Regions from separate parts of the Canis lupus genome. Here region 1 is linked to region 2. The links are chromatin contacts, called in public Hi-C maps. All regions are on one chromosome and are shown on one strand. Each heading gives the region's core, a stretch centred on a gene start, on an enhancer-like site or on the middle of the called end of the contact. The rest is flanking DNA. Distances are from core to core; before and after follow the strand shown.

Region 1 (7,016 bases), core at 1,536-4,035, 170 kb after region 2:
TAGAGAAACACTCTAACTTCCTGACTTTGGTAAGATTCAGCCCTTTGCAGAAGAGTATCTATCATTAAGAAGCAGTGTAGGAGGTCCTAATTCTTCCAGTTACTTAATTTTGGAGAAACAAGACCTCCCTTATTGGGTAGGCTAGGGGTCCTCCACAGAAAATTGTATAAAACATGAGATCCAGATTTTAGCTCTAAGTCACCTGGCCTTGCTAATTTTGTTTACAGAAGAACTTCCTAACATCTGTCTGCTTCCTTAGCAGAGTTCTAACACTTACCCTCTGGGAACTCTCTCCCAGCTGAGAGAATATAATGCATTTGATGTCCTTGCTATTTACATTAAGATATTCCCAAATCCCTTTTCGATATCACAGATGCCAAAGTTGATTTCTCTTTATAGCCAATTCTACTGTCACCAGCCATAGGTGGTGGTGACTATCAAGCTATTAAGCCCTCTCCATACATAGCCTCACACTTCTGCAAATGGACTGGTTCAGAAAACCTACACATTTCCCCACTACATAGAAATGGTTAGCTATGCAGTATACCTTAGCCCGGATCAGCTAGATCTGTCTAGCCGTGGTGTCTTTTAAAAATATGGTACGTCAGAAGCCTGAACTCCTAAAGTTACAACAAATGAAAACACATGTATCTTTTATAATCACATGATTCTACATTCTAGAACACATCCACAATGACAAAAATTCTTAGAATCTGGAGGTACAGGGGATAAAGTTTGTGACCTCATAAACTTCCATTCATCCAAGTTCTGGTGATTATTTCAGCACTATCTGGTTTGAAAAATAAGGACATTTTCTCTCAATCCCACTATGGTTTCCTGAATCTAATCTAGTGTGTCCAGATATAAATGTCACCATGGCAGGAGCAAATTGATGCATCAGACAGTTTGTTCCAGTTCAGTTGTTTGTATTTTTTTATGTGTATACAACCATACACATGCCTGCTTGTATCTTTAAAATGCATATATGCACACATGTTAATATATATTTCCTCTGTCCTGAATTGTAACTGCGAATGATTGAAATACTAGAAGTTAGAAATTATGATGGAAGTTATGGGGAAGCCTAATTCTTGAGTAATCTGAGCTGGGAAAATTATACCCCTATGGCTCATCTTTCTAGGGACAGCTATCCAAATGTAAGAGAGGAAGATATGTTACTCAGTGTTAGTTTATAGGGTTGCTGTAACAAAATACCACACACTCAGTGATTTAAACATCATTAAAAGTATTAGCTCCTCTGTCTGGAGGCTGGAAGTCAGAGATCAAGTCAGTGTTTGGTTTCTTCTAAGGGCTCAGAGAATTTGTTCCATGGCTCTCCCCTAACTTCTAGTGATTTTCTAGAAATCTTTGTTGGTCCTTGTCTTGTAGAAGCGTCATCCCTACCTCTGCCCTCATCTTTGCATTACATTTTATATTCTCCCTGTGTACATTTCTCTGTGTCCAAATATTTCCTTTTAATTAGGATATCAGTAGTATTAGAGAAGGGCTTACTTTAATGAGCCCATTTTAACTAATTACATTTTTAATGGTCCTATTTTTATATAAGGTCAATTTTGAGATAGTGGGGTTTATGACTTCAGTATATGAATTTGGGGGACATATTTCATCCCATACAACTCAGCTATAGGTTTTGCATGTCTTCAAGTAACTCTTGTGAAATTATTCCCTAAAGTGATTATATGAATTCACTCCCACCAGCAGTATATGAGTCCTCCTGGTGCTCTCCATCCTTGCTAACACTTGGTATTGTCATTCTTTACTTTTGTAAGATGGCAGTAAAATTATAGTTAATTTGCATTTTCTTGATTATTAGGGAGGTTGAGTCCTTTTGATGTTTATTGACTTTTCCTGTTTCCATTTTTGTCAATTGTCTATTTTATTCCTTTTGCTTATTTTTCTATTGTATTCATTAAAAAAATATAGTTATTGGGTGCTTCTTATGTACCAGGTACTATTTTAGCCCTTTCAGATATGGTAGGAAAAATTTTCCATCCATATATGGTTTATATTCTAGAAAGAGTGACACATATACATATGTATAAATACATGTCACTTTTTTGTAACTAACCATTTTTGGTTATTTACTTCCTCTTCCCTGCTACCACTGCACTCTAAAAGAGGTGCAAACCTCTTTTAGAAGAACACTTACCAACTGTTAATGCGTGTTTTCATCACCGTTCAGTAAATTCCAGGATGTGGGATCCTGCCTGAAAAATCACGTCCCGGTAACTAACACCTAACGCGTACTCGATAAATGTTTGCAGAGATACGTGGGGAGAAGTGCTGTGATCTGTTATCACTTCCCTGGGGAAACGCGAAGGTGGATGACACACTTCCGGAAGTGAAATGGAAAAGGGCTGAGCCAGGGAATGGCTTCACACCGTGAACTGCACTGGCACAGTAGACTGAAAATACCGATATCCTGGTGCTACGGATCAACCTTGGCTGCGACGAGATCACGGAGAGGACAGCTCCAGGGGACCACGCTCCTGTTACTACACGCTGCACCGTGCAAGGGAGGTTGAGGGATTCGCCAAAGGATAAGCCAGGTGCACATTCTGTGGTAGGTTTCTGGAAATTTGGAGCGTTTCCCTCCGCCTCCGCGCAAGCCGTCAGCGGTCGTCAAGGCAGGAACCCATTCGCCAGACGGAAGCCGCCCAACAGCTCCTTCCTGCAGCGCCTGCTCCGGACTCCGGTGTACTCACTGCGCAGGCGTCGATCCCCCCCCCCCCCCCCCCGAATGGGCGGGGCACAGCCTCCGCCGGGTGGAGATCGCGAGGGGGGCGGGAGCTGCTTCCAAGGTGATAGTGTGGCGGCCTCGGCGCTGGATTGAGCGGGTCTGAGCCGGGTTCCCAGAGGGCTGCGCGTCCCCGGCCCGTCGGCGCTGTCATGGCGGGTGTGCTGAAGAAGGTGAGGCGAATGGAGGTCACTGCTGGGTTTTAGACCGTGGGGGTAGAGTCAGCCCGAAAGCCCCTCACCCCGCGGTGGTGGCGGGAACTGGCGCGGGATGGCCGAGGCTGTTGGGCGGACTCGTTCTGCTGTGGCCTCAGGGAGGACGCACTCCGTAGCCCCGTTCTCCAGCCTAGTGGCTCCGAGAGACCGACAGCTGTTTTTAGGTCGGTAGTAGCCGGGGCGGGGGTGGGGGGTGGGGGGTGGTAGGTCTCTCCTTCCTTAGCGTGGCGGGCGCGCGGAATTGTAAACAGCTTGAATCGTGTTTTGTTTTTGAACAGACCACCGGCCTTGTGGGATTGGCTGTATGTGAGAGCCCACACGAGGTACGTTCCGTGCTGCTCCATTCCCGGATTCCCCAGGACGACCAGAACCCTGTGACCCTGGTAGAAAGGGCAGCGGGGTGCGGATATTTCAAGCCCCAAATCACAGGCCGGCCTGAGAGCCGCCTTGAGACCAGAACAGGGTCTCTCTCTCCTTTGTCGATGGGTCCCGTGCGCGTGCGTCTGCGCCTGCGCGTTCCATGACCTCGTTCTTTTTTTTTTTTTTTTTTTTTAAGATTTTATTTATTTATTCATGGGAGAGAGAGAGAGAGAGGCAGAGATACAGGCAGAGGGAGAAGCAGGCTCCATGCGGGGAGCTCGACCTGGGACTCCAGGATCACACCTCAGGCTGCAGGCGGCGCTAAGCCGCTGTGCCACCGGGACCGCCCCATGACCTCGTTCTTAAGTCCCTTTTCTTGCTGAGTTTTTCCGTAGGCTTCTCGTGCCTTCACCTGTCCCGTTATGAGTACCCTCCCATACCTGTGTCTCCATGTTCCACCGCCCCCCACGCCCTGCCTTGCCTTACCGCGTCTATCGCTCTAGCAGTTAACCCCTTGCGTCATCAGTGGGTCTTTCCCATCGGTCTTCAGAATGCTTCCATCTGAAAAGACTTTAAAGACCTCCCTCGCTCCTTTCAGTAATCACAGCATCTCTCTCCTTCCTTTTATAGATAACTCCAAAGAGTTATCTGGACTTAACTGTCTCCAGTTTCTCTTACTCCCTTTTGAATTCACTCCACCCAGACTTGGCTAGAACCGCTCTTTTCAAGGTCACCATGATTTCTGTGCTGCTGAATCGAATGGTCAGCTCACGTTTCTCATCTTAATTGACTCAGTAGCCGCACCGGCGACGTTTGGCACCGTCTCCATCAAGCGCTTCTGTGCTTGGGAATTCACCTAGTCTTCTGTTTTTTGTCCGTCCCCCCCCCCCCCCCCCCCCGCCCCCTTACTCTCATTGACTTTTCCCTTTCTGGTTATTTCTCATATCCCCACTTAGGAATTTTGGAGTTCTTAGACTTAGTTTTTGGAACTTTTCTCTATTTATATTTGTCTCCTTGTCTGGACTCAATTTAGTGGTTTTAAATACTACCTATACACTGATAACTGTTAAATATCTGTATTGAGCACTGACCTCTGAGAGTCTTGTATATTTAATTGCTGAGTGGATATCTTCACTTGAATGTCAGACCAGGCAACCCAAACTAAACACCCAAAATTGTGTTCCTATTCTTCTCCCTAAAAAATGCTTTTCTCTCAGGCTTGCTCACCTCAATGAATGGCAGTTTCATTCTTGTGTTGACTGAGTTCAAAAACCTTGAAATCACGTCTAATTTCTTATTTATTTATTCATATGTATATTGTGAATATATATGAATGAAACTAGGTGTTAGTACCTATGGATTTTGTACAATGAAATACAAAGAATTCTTTATATAATGTATGTATATTTGTGATTATATTTACTATTTATGAACTCTTGTGAATTATGATCTGGTGTAACAGTTTCTTACCATGTAGCTTTACTACTAACTGCTGTATGTGAACTTGAAGTTCATTGTGCTTTAAGTTCAGTTCTCTTGTTCCTTTTCTTTTAAGCCTGTGTGAAACCTTCATTTTCATGACCAACTCAGTCACCATAAGCTGAAGTATTATGACTACATTTAGTTAAATTTGATCATTCCGATAATCATTGCTTTTATATATTTTTTTACTTCTTCAGAAATTCAAATGAGAAAAATGGAAAAAAATCAATTTGTAGTGCTTAGGATTGCAATTTGAGAAGTAATGATTTAGTAAATGAGTTTATTTTCAAATAGATCATTAGCAATAAGTTAGAATGCAGTTTTATTTTTACTTGTTACCATACCTTTGGCTTATATACAACCTATGTTGTTAATGCAACATAAAAAGTATCCATTTTATACACTTGACCCTTGAATAACAGGTTTGAACTGCTTGGGTCCACTTATGTACATATATTTTTCAGTAAATACAGTATAGTATTGTAAATGTATTTTCCTTAAATGATCTGCTTTTTTTTTTTTTTTTAAGATTTTATTTATTTATTCATTAGAGACTTAGAGAGGCAGAGACAGAGGCAGAGGCAGAGGGAAAAGGAGGCTCCCCGCAGGGAGCCTGATGCAGGACTACATCCCAGGACCCCAGGATCACACCCTGAGCTTAAGGCAGGTGCTCAACCACTGAGCCACCTAGGTGTCCCTCATGATTTTCATAATAACATCTTTTCCCTAGCTTACTTTATTGTAAGAATATAATATGTGATAACATACAACATATAAAGTATGTGTTAACTGTTTATGTTATTGGTCAGGCATATTCGTTATTGGTCAGGTTTTGGGGGAGTCATAAGTTATATGTGGATTTTCAGCCATGCCAGTGATAGGCTCTCTAACCTCAGCGTTGTTCAAGGGTCAACTGTACTCACAGTTTCCTTCAATTATAAAGGTAATAAGGCAAAGACATGAAGAAATTATAACAAGGAAGACTTAAATGCTTTTTAAAAAACAGATGTGAATCTTTTTGTAATTAGTGAGACTTTTTAAAATGTTCTGTTGAATCTTTGATGATACTTTAAACTGGAAATGTATATGATTTGTCTTTTCAGAGGTTAAGAATATTGTACACAAAGATTCTTGATGTTCTTGAGCAAATTCCTAAAAACGCAGCATATAGAAAGTATACAGAACAGATTACAAATGAGAAGCTGAGTATGGTTAAAGCGGTAAGTAGCTGACTTGATTTTGTTTTCTTGGATTTATGGTTTCCAATGCACCATTAAAAAAAGTTAAATTGCTCCCCCCCCCCCCCCCCCGCTCTTCTATTCTTCTGTGCTTTTCTTCCATCCTTTTTCCCTTTCATTCAGCAAATTCCTGTTTACTAATGTTTTCCATATGTAAGCCACTATTAAATACTGGAGTGAAAGAATAACATCATGTCCCTTCTCTAAGTTAACATTGTAGTACATCTCTTCTTTATCAAGTCCTTTGTTGATTGTTGACTTATCTATAGATATATCAGTCTTTACCTCTTTTTGTAGTTTCAGAGTAGAGAAAAATGAAAGTAGAACACAAAAAATGTATGTTGTGTTTAAACAAAACGGTTAGAAAAAACTTGAAAAATGCTTATTACAGAGAGGGTCAAGTTAGTCTCTTAATTACCAAAAATTATATCTTTGTTGGACAGCCCTGGTGGCTCAGTGTTTTAGTGCCGCCTTCCGCCCAGGGTGTGATCCTGGAGACCCGGGATCCAGTCCCACATCAGGCTCCCTGCATGGAGCTTGCTTCTCCCTCTGCCTGTGTCTCTGCCTCTCTCTCTCTCTCTCTCTCTGTGTATCTCTCATGAATAAATAAATAAAATATTTAAAAAAAAGAAAACATAATTACTTTATTAAAAAAATTATCATTGTTATGAACTGACTGTGTTCCCTGCCAAATTATATGTTGAAGCCCTAACCCCCCAGGGTGGCTGGAACATCTATAGAGGTAATTAAGGTTGATGAGGTCATAAGATTGGCCCTGATTCAATAGGATTAGTGTCCTTATAAGAGACAGCTCTCTCTGCCATATGAGAACACAAGAAAAAAGGTAGCTGTCTGCAAGCCAGAAAGAGAGCTCTCATCAGAAACTGACCCTTTTGGACCTTAATTTTGGACTAGCAGTCTCCAGAGCTGTGAGAAAATAATTTTTTGTTGTTGAAGCCGCAC
Region 2 (6,997 bases), core at 1,756-4,255:
GGTTGGCTGGGGTTCTGTCTCTAAACTCCATTCTGCCAAGTAAAGCAGCTAGTCAGTACTGGTAATTATAGCTACAATGGCTGCTCAATGCAATTGATTCCTGTGTGTGGCTACCTCCACATTCCTCTGCAATGATGGGTGTCACTACATTTTAAATTATTAACATTAGTAAGGAGAACAGAGTGTTTCAAAGGACTTGTAACAGTATGTAAACAGTGATATTTGTGAAGAAAAGTGGATTAACAAAAGAGAAATTTGCAAAGTATAATGATAATGGCAGGGAATACTTCTGAAATTATGCCCTCATTTCCATAAATAAGCTACCCTAATGTTTTCTGTTAAAATGAGGACTTTTCCTTAAAGGGTCATAGCAAAAAAGAAGAAAATAAAAGTAGAATAGATTTTCGGCCGGAAAGTCAAATGGAAGAAATTAAATTTAAGAACTGCCTTATTCTTACTTATCTTCATAGACATTTTAATATAGCATATGCATTTTATACATATAAGAAGATAAAATCCTTACAGTCTTCTTAACCTAGCTTATAAATTTCAAGATACTTAATGGAAGGGAAATAGAATCCTTCTTATTTCCTGGACCAAATCCAATCTCTCAAACTGGATAAAAAGAATTTGAGATAAGAAAATAACTTGCCAAAGAAAACAGAGAGAAAGATGTCTTGCGTTCTGCCAAATAGAGGATATGCTATCAAGAATGAAACAAGAGACTTGCTAAAACTTTGAAACAAATCAAACTGCTACTGCTTGGTATGGGGATGAACATGGGAAAATAAAATCCTTGTATGCACGGTAAGAAGGGAAAACCCCAAATGTTGCTTGCTCACATGCTCCTAAGAATAAGGAAGTCATATTTCCAACGTAATGTTCACGGTAACATTTTCCACATTTAAGAACAGGGTGTTGGAAAAAGGCCAAAGAAAAGCAAAAATAACAACAAAGGGGTAAAAAATAAGAACTTAGGTTGCAATTTTGTGCACAAAATATATTTCAAATTTTGAGTCCAAGTTAAAGAAATGATTTGGGCTTGAGAAAAAAGTCTATGGTGGTTATAATTTTTAAACAAAAAAGACAGGGGCAAATAGAAAACTGCACCTAGAAATAGATAAGCCATTTAATATCTCCTGAAAGAAAAAAAAAAAAGCAATGGAAACAATACATAGTCTAAGCTAACAAGAGGTTGTAAATGATTGGAACCCAATAGTTAGCTCACAGCTGCTGTCCCTTCAACTAGCCTCCCATGCTGCCTGCTTTTTCCTGTAGCCCTCTTCCATGTGTCTCCCATCTTCAAAATAGTTGGGTTGTTTATAAGCTTTCAAAAGCTAGCATACTAGCATAAAAATCGCTGCCTTTCAGTTTTTACTAACGAACAAAATTAGTATTAGAAAATAGGGGGATCCCTGGGTGGCGCAGCGGTTTAGCGCCTACCTTTGGCCCAGGGCGCGATCCTGGAGACCCGGGATCGAATCCCACGTCGGGCTCCCGGTGCATGGAGCCTGCTTCTCCCTCTGCCTGTGCCTCTGCCTCTCTTTCTCTCTCTGTGACTATCATAAAAAAAAAAAAAAAAAAACTTAGAAAATATAATATGGTGCAGCCCCGGTGGCTCAGTGCTTTAGCGCGGCCTTCAGCCGGGGGTGTGATCCTGGAGACCCGGGATCGAGTCCCACGTCGGGCTCCCTGCATGGAGCCTGCTTCTCCCTCTGCCTGTGTCTCTGCCTCTCTCTCTCTGTGTCTGTTATGAACAAATAAATAAAATCATAAGAAAAGAAAGAAAGAAAGAAAGAAAGAAAGAAAGAAAGAAAGAAAGAAAGAAAGAAAGAAAGAAAAAACATAATATGATAAAATAGTATTTAATATTATAAAGATAGTATTAGGAACAAATGATTGTCTCTAGATTTATAGTTTTTAAGTTTTGTAATTTTCACATAATAGTACATATATCGTCCATGCGGCATCCTATATAGCCTAAGTAGAAATTCTGCTAAGAAATTATGCCCCCAATTTACCACTATACATTTGAAGAAATACAGAGAGTTCTAAATGCTACAGTTTTTTGAAATTTCATGCTTAGATAGCACAAAGATAAAAAATACACATTTCAACTCCACTTTTGATCCTTAGCTAAGGGAAGGGAAGCAAACCATAGGCAAAGGGAAGATAAGGACTATAGAGCAAGTAATGTTTGAGTAACCACCGTCCATCAGGTATTTCACGTATGCTTTCCGGGTAAATTTTACTACTTAGAAGTAGGTTTAGTTATCTCTATACTACACCTTTATTAAATAGGAATAGAAAGATGAGAAGGTGGGGGGGGGGAGAATATTTTCCAATTTTCAAGATGGGGAAAAACGTGTTCAGGGCACTTCAGAGAAAAGAGCCTGAATTTAAATGTTCTCAATACACTCATCCCACGCAACACTCCAGGCGAGCGGTAGAAAATTCTAAGTGCGTTTGGTTTTTGTTAACATCCATCAGCAAGCTCTTTCACAACTCCGGGAGAGAGGCCTGTGTGTTCCTCTACACCCACTGCTGAAGTTTGCACAAAGTTTGAGAAACCCCCGGCACCTGCAGCTCCGACCCAGGAGCACAGGGGAGCGCGTCACTTTCCCGTCTTCGTCTCCAGATCCTTTTGACCTGCAGTAAGAACGTCCGGCTTCTGCGCCCCCCAAATAAGAGCCATTCCGGGGAAGGGGGACCTGGGGCCGCACAAACGCTTCGCCAAGGTGTGCGTCCGCAGAACTCGCGCGGGCCACTTCTGTTTTTGGCAGACGGCGGCCGCCCGGCCCAAGCCCCGCAGAAACCAGCACGGGAGCAGGGGCCCGCACGCGCGATCCCCGCCCCCGCCCACGCGCCCGCGCCCGCGCCTCGCAGCCCGCGCCCCGGCCGGAAGTGGGCGGGGCCTGGGCCGGCGCGGTGGGCCGGCCGCGGCGTGGGGGGGGGGGGCGCTTCTCCCGGGCCCGGCCCGCAGCCGCGCGTTTCCGGCGCGCTCCCCCGCGTCCTGCGTCCTGTGGTCTCGTCCGCCCCCGCAGCCATGTTGGATTGTGCTGCCGCCACCACCGCCGCTGCCGCCGCCGCCGCCGCCGCAGGAGGGTTGGAGGAGGAGTTGGGAGTTTAGCGCAGTCGCTGGAGTACGAGGTCAACGACCATCCGGCCTGGGACTCGCCGGGCGGGAGCCGGGAGCTTCCCTTTCTTTGCGCGGCCCGTCGTTGGCTCCTCCTTCCCGCGGCCTCCTCCTCCTCCTCCTCCCCGCGCCCGAGGAGCTGCGAGATGCTGCGCCTCTGATTCCCCTCCTCCCACCCCTGTCACCGAGAGGGGAGAGAGCGCTCGCCTGCTCGCCGGAGACGGCCCCGGACGCTCAGCCCCGCCGGCGAAACCATGAGCTCGGGCCAGCAGCAGCCGCCGCCGCCGCGGAGGGTCACCAACGTGGGGTCCTTGCTGCTCACCCCGCAGGAGAATGAGTCCCTCTTCACCTTCCTCGGCAAGAAATGTGTGGTCAGTGGCCGAGACCCGCGTCGCCATCCCCGACGATACCTCACGGGCCCGGGCACGAGGGCCGGGAAGCGGGAGCGGGGACGAAGGCGGGAGCGGCGCGGGGAGGGTCCGGCCGCCGCCAGGCCTCCAGCCAGCCCGGCGCGGCGGGTGCGGGCGGTGCGGGCCGGCGCCGCCGCCGCCGCCGCCCCCCGCCTCCCGAAGCTGACCGTGAGCAGGGAAGTGTCACCTCCGCAGGCCCGCCCTGGAACCCCTCCTGGCCGGGCCCAGGTCTGCGCCCTTGCTGCTGGCTCAAACTTTGCTCTCAGGCCAAGAGGAGATTTTATTCCTGCACGAGCTGCTGGATCTTAAAAACCGGGCGTCCGTACTGGCCCTTGTTTCACCTCCTGCCGCTTGATCTGGGGGTGGGGAGGAGGCTACCTTCTTTCACAATGGCAGAGGTTTCAGAAGTGGGTAGATCGGGGAATGAAGCCCGGATATGAATGAAGCGGGCCAGAATGGGGGTTTTTGATCCCCGTTTAGGCTCCCAGGAGAAAATGAAGTCGATTGCATCGGTTCAGAATGAGGGCAGGGAATGTTGCTGCCCCCCATTGCAGAGAAACAGCGTTTTTTTTTTTTTTTTTTTTTCCTCCAGCAGCCTCACCAGGCCTGGTTTCTGCTCTCCTCTCCACTGATTTTTTTTTTTTTTTTTTTTTAACCCTTCATTGGTGGGAGGAGGTGCTGCTCTCCCCACGACCATGCGCAGGAGAACCACAGTCTCTAGTAGTTCGTGGCCTTTTGGGGCCTGAGAGTGATTCTTAGGTTGGTGCTGTGCGGCCTGTTCCAACCCCAGATGGCCGGTTGGGAGCAAGCAGTTCTGCTGTGGGAAGGGGAATGTGTGTTGTTGACGGAAGCATTCATTACATTGGCTGCTGGCACTTCTGGGGGTGGGGAGGTTCTGCTCTGTGGTGTAGGCCTCGTCTGGCTGCATCTTACTGCTGTGGCTCCGTTGAACTGTAGTCGAGTTTGCTGAAATGCTGTTTGGGTCCCTGTCTCCCCTCTTTGCGTCTTAGCACCTGCATAGTATGTGCCACTGGAAACCAGGAAACCCCTACTGAAATGTCAACAGAGCAGTACCATTTTACAGCTTCTGTTGGTAGTGTTAAATATGTCAAACGAGGCTACATCTATCTGTTTAAGAAGTTAGGATAGACAATTTCTGGAAAGTTACTCTATGGGTTAATTGTTAACTTTATAGGAGTCAGCCTTTTTGTATCCTCTTGGAGATTGAATCATTACCTTCAATTCAGACGGGCCTGGTATTTTACTGATTAGAAGAATGAAATAAGAGGACTGGCTTAAAATCAAAATTTTGGGCAACAGTTTTAAAGACAACTGTCGTGTGTGTCCGTGTCCCCTCCCTCCCTCGCTTTTGAACAAATGAGAAAACTGAGCCAGTGAACCCCAAGTCACACAGCAGTTTAGTAGGTAACCAGAACTAGAAAGCCAGGACTTTGGATGCCTAGTCTGCTGTAGTTTCCACTACATCATGTTGTTTTAGAAGGGTTTTTTTTCTTACTTGTTATTGATTTATTTCAAAAAATGGTGCAAAAGGAATAATCAGTTCTTTTTTTTTTTTTTTTTCCCCACCAAAACTTGGTATAATTAGTGTGTGAGATTCTTAAAGCAGCACTAATTTTTGTATATTTTCGATTTAGGAAAATCTCCAGCTCTTTAAACTGTTACAATATCTGCAAATGAAAAAAAAATTAAAATTTTTTTGTTTTAGTTTCATTTGCTATATGATCTGTATCAGAAAGGAAATAGTTGTTTTACGTTTTACATACCAGACACATTAAGCTTAGGCAGGAAGGACATTATATTCAAACACTAGTACACTGACTAATTGCTCTATGCTTACCTGTAATGTTTACTGGTTTCAGAAAAATGAAAGATGTGAGAGAATACTGTGATTGAGAAAGATAGCCTTGCTTTCTGGTTAGCATAAGTGGATTGCTGAATAAGCCATCAGTATTCAGTGCTCAGTATCTTTATGTCATCTATTATTAATCACCTTTACCTTTTGAATTTGGCATTTCATACACTCTTGTGGTATGAAATTGTTGTGAAGATTAATATTTGAAGTCTCCAGTTACTTGAGAGTAAAGACTATTTTGTTTTGAAAAATCCTTTTTTTCTTTGCTGACTATGCCGCTTTTTGTAGTTTAAAATTATAGTGAAATACATTATCTCATTAAAAACATCAGCAATAACATTTACAAGTCGACCGGAATTTGTTAGGACAGAAGTATATTCAGAGCCCTAAGAGTTCAAGAAATGAAACAAATAGTTGCAGTCCCAGTTCTGGAGGAGCTGCATTCCTTCTTTGACTCAACAATATTGAGTAACTAAATGTTGAGGTCAAAATCAGGGTTGATGCCTACCCTCAAGGAACTTACTAGGTCTAAAAAGGGAAACAAATATGTAAACTGATGAGTAAGTGCTTCAGAGTAATGTGTAAGAGGCTGCACGTCACAATGTAAAACATCTTGGCTTTGTAGTCAGCCTGCCAGAGTTCCAACTCATTTGGTCACTTAGGACAAGTTTTTCTTTTGTTTTTCTTTTTGTTTTACTTCCTGTAGTAGAATTGGTTTTCGTATTTCTAAAATAGGGATATTATGGGCTAATTTTGTGGATTAGAAGGACTTTATGTTAAATATATGGATGTTGCTATTTTTCACAAAAGTTTAGGAGATTGAGAGAGGATGAGAAGTGTTTTAGGATGGGTGATACCTGAATATTTAAGATTATGATGAGAGGAATGAAATAGCTTGGAAAGTCGGGGGCCTACAAGTAGTTATGGAGCAACGAAGGTATCTGCTTGGGTTCTCAAACTTAGATATGCATTAGAAACATTGTGGAGATTACAAATATTGCTAGCCCGAATTCCTAGATAATATTCAGTGGGTTTGAGTTGGAACTTGGGCATTTCTATTTTTAGCAAGCTTATTAACAGGAGACTTTAGCATATATGAAGGTAACTGAAGTTTACTGTTTTCTGATAGGGTAGTCTTGAAACACATTTGAAATGTTTATATGTTTCCCTTCAATCTTAGGTGTATATTTTGTGAGTTAAGGTTAAACTAAAACAAAGGTTTTTTTTGTTTGTTTGTTTTGTTTTTTTAGTACAGACTTTCTCTAACCCATTAAGATATCAGTGTATATTTCATAGGTATAAGAGATACAGTTGAGGAAGTATTGCACTAGTTAGTGCTCAAGATCAGATACAACTTTTAGAAAGTTTTGGAGAAAGATGAAGGCACTATAGAAGGTGGATTGAGGGTTGTAAGAGTGGAGACAAAGGAGATCAAGTAATTTCACAACAGTGCACATAAGATATGAAGGCCTAAATTAAGGCACTGTTGATAGGAATTCCAGGACAATTAGCCTTTAGCAGGATTTCATTCCCCTTAGGTTTAGTGAGTGGGTGAGGGAAGAGAATTAGGTCAAAGAA

The links. Hi-C and Micro-C count contacts between places; a contact is called where the count stands out from the background.
Region 1: a contact with region 2 is called in a Hi-C map of blood, with 3 times the contacts expected there. The contact joins the promoter of NDUFA5 here to the promoter of WASL in region 2. A contact is called at or near these places in 2 of 9 Hi-C or Micro-C datasets (both in blood).

What each region holds. Positions count from the first base shown.
Region 1 is chr14:11,938,978-11,945,993 of UU_Cfam_GSD_1.0, forward strand. It overlaps NDUFA5 (NADH dehydrogenase [ubiquinone] 1 alpha subcomplex subunit 5), which reads left to right and starts at 2,786. Exons shown (of 5, transcript XM_038556664.1): 1 at 2,786-2,931; 2 at 3,252-3,296; 3 at 5,919-6,035. The coding sequence starts at 2,911. It overlaps ASB15 (ankyrin repeat and SOCS box protein 15), which reads right to left and starts at 2,728. Exons shown (of 13, transcript XM_038556662.1): 1 at 2,171-2,728.
Region 2 is chr14:11,771,074-11,778,070 of UU_Cfam_GSD_1.0, forward strand. WASL (neural Wiskott-Aldrich syndrome protein) reads left to right here and starts at 3,006. Exons shown (of 11, transcript XM_038556644.1): 1 at 3,006-3,507. The coding sequence starts at 3,391. It overlaps LOC119874505 (a long non-coding RNA gene), which reads right to left and starts at 2,874. Exons shown (of 2, transcript XR_005369338.1): 1 at 2,581-2,874; 2 at 1-1,559.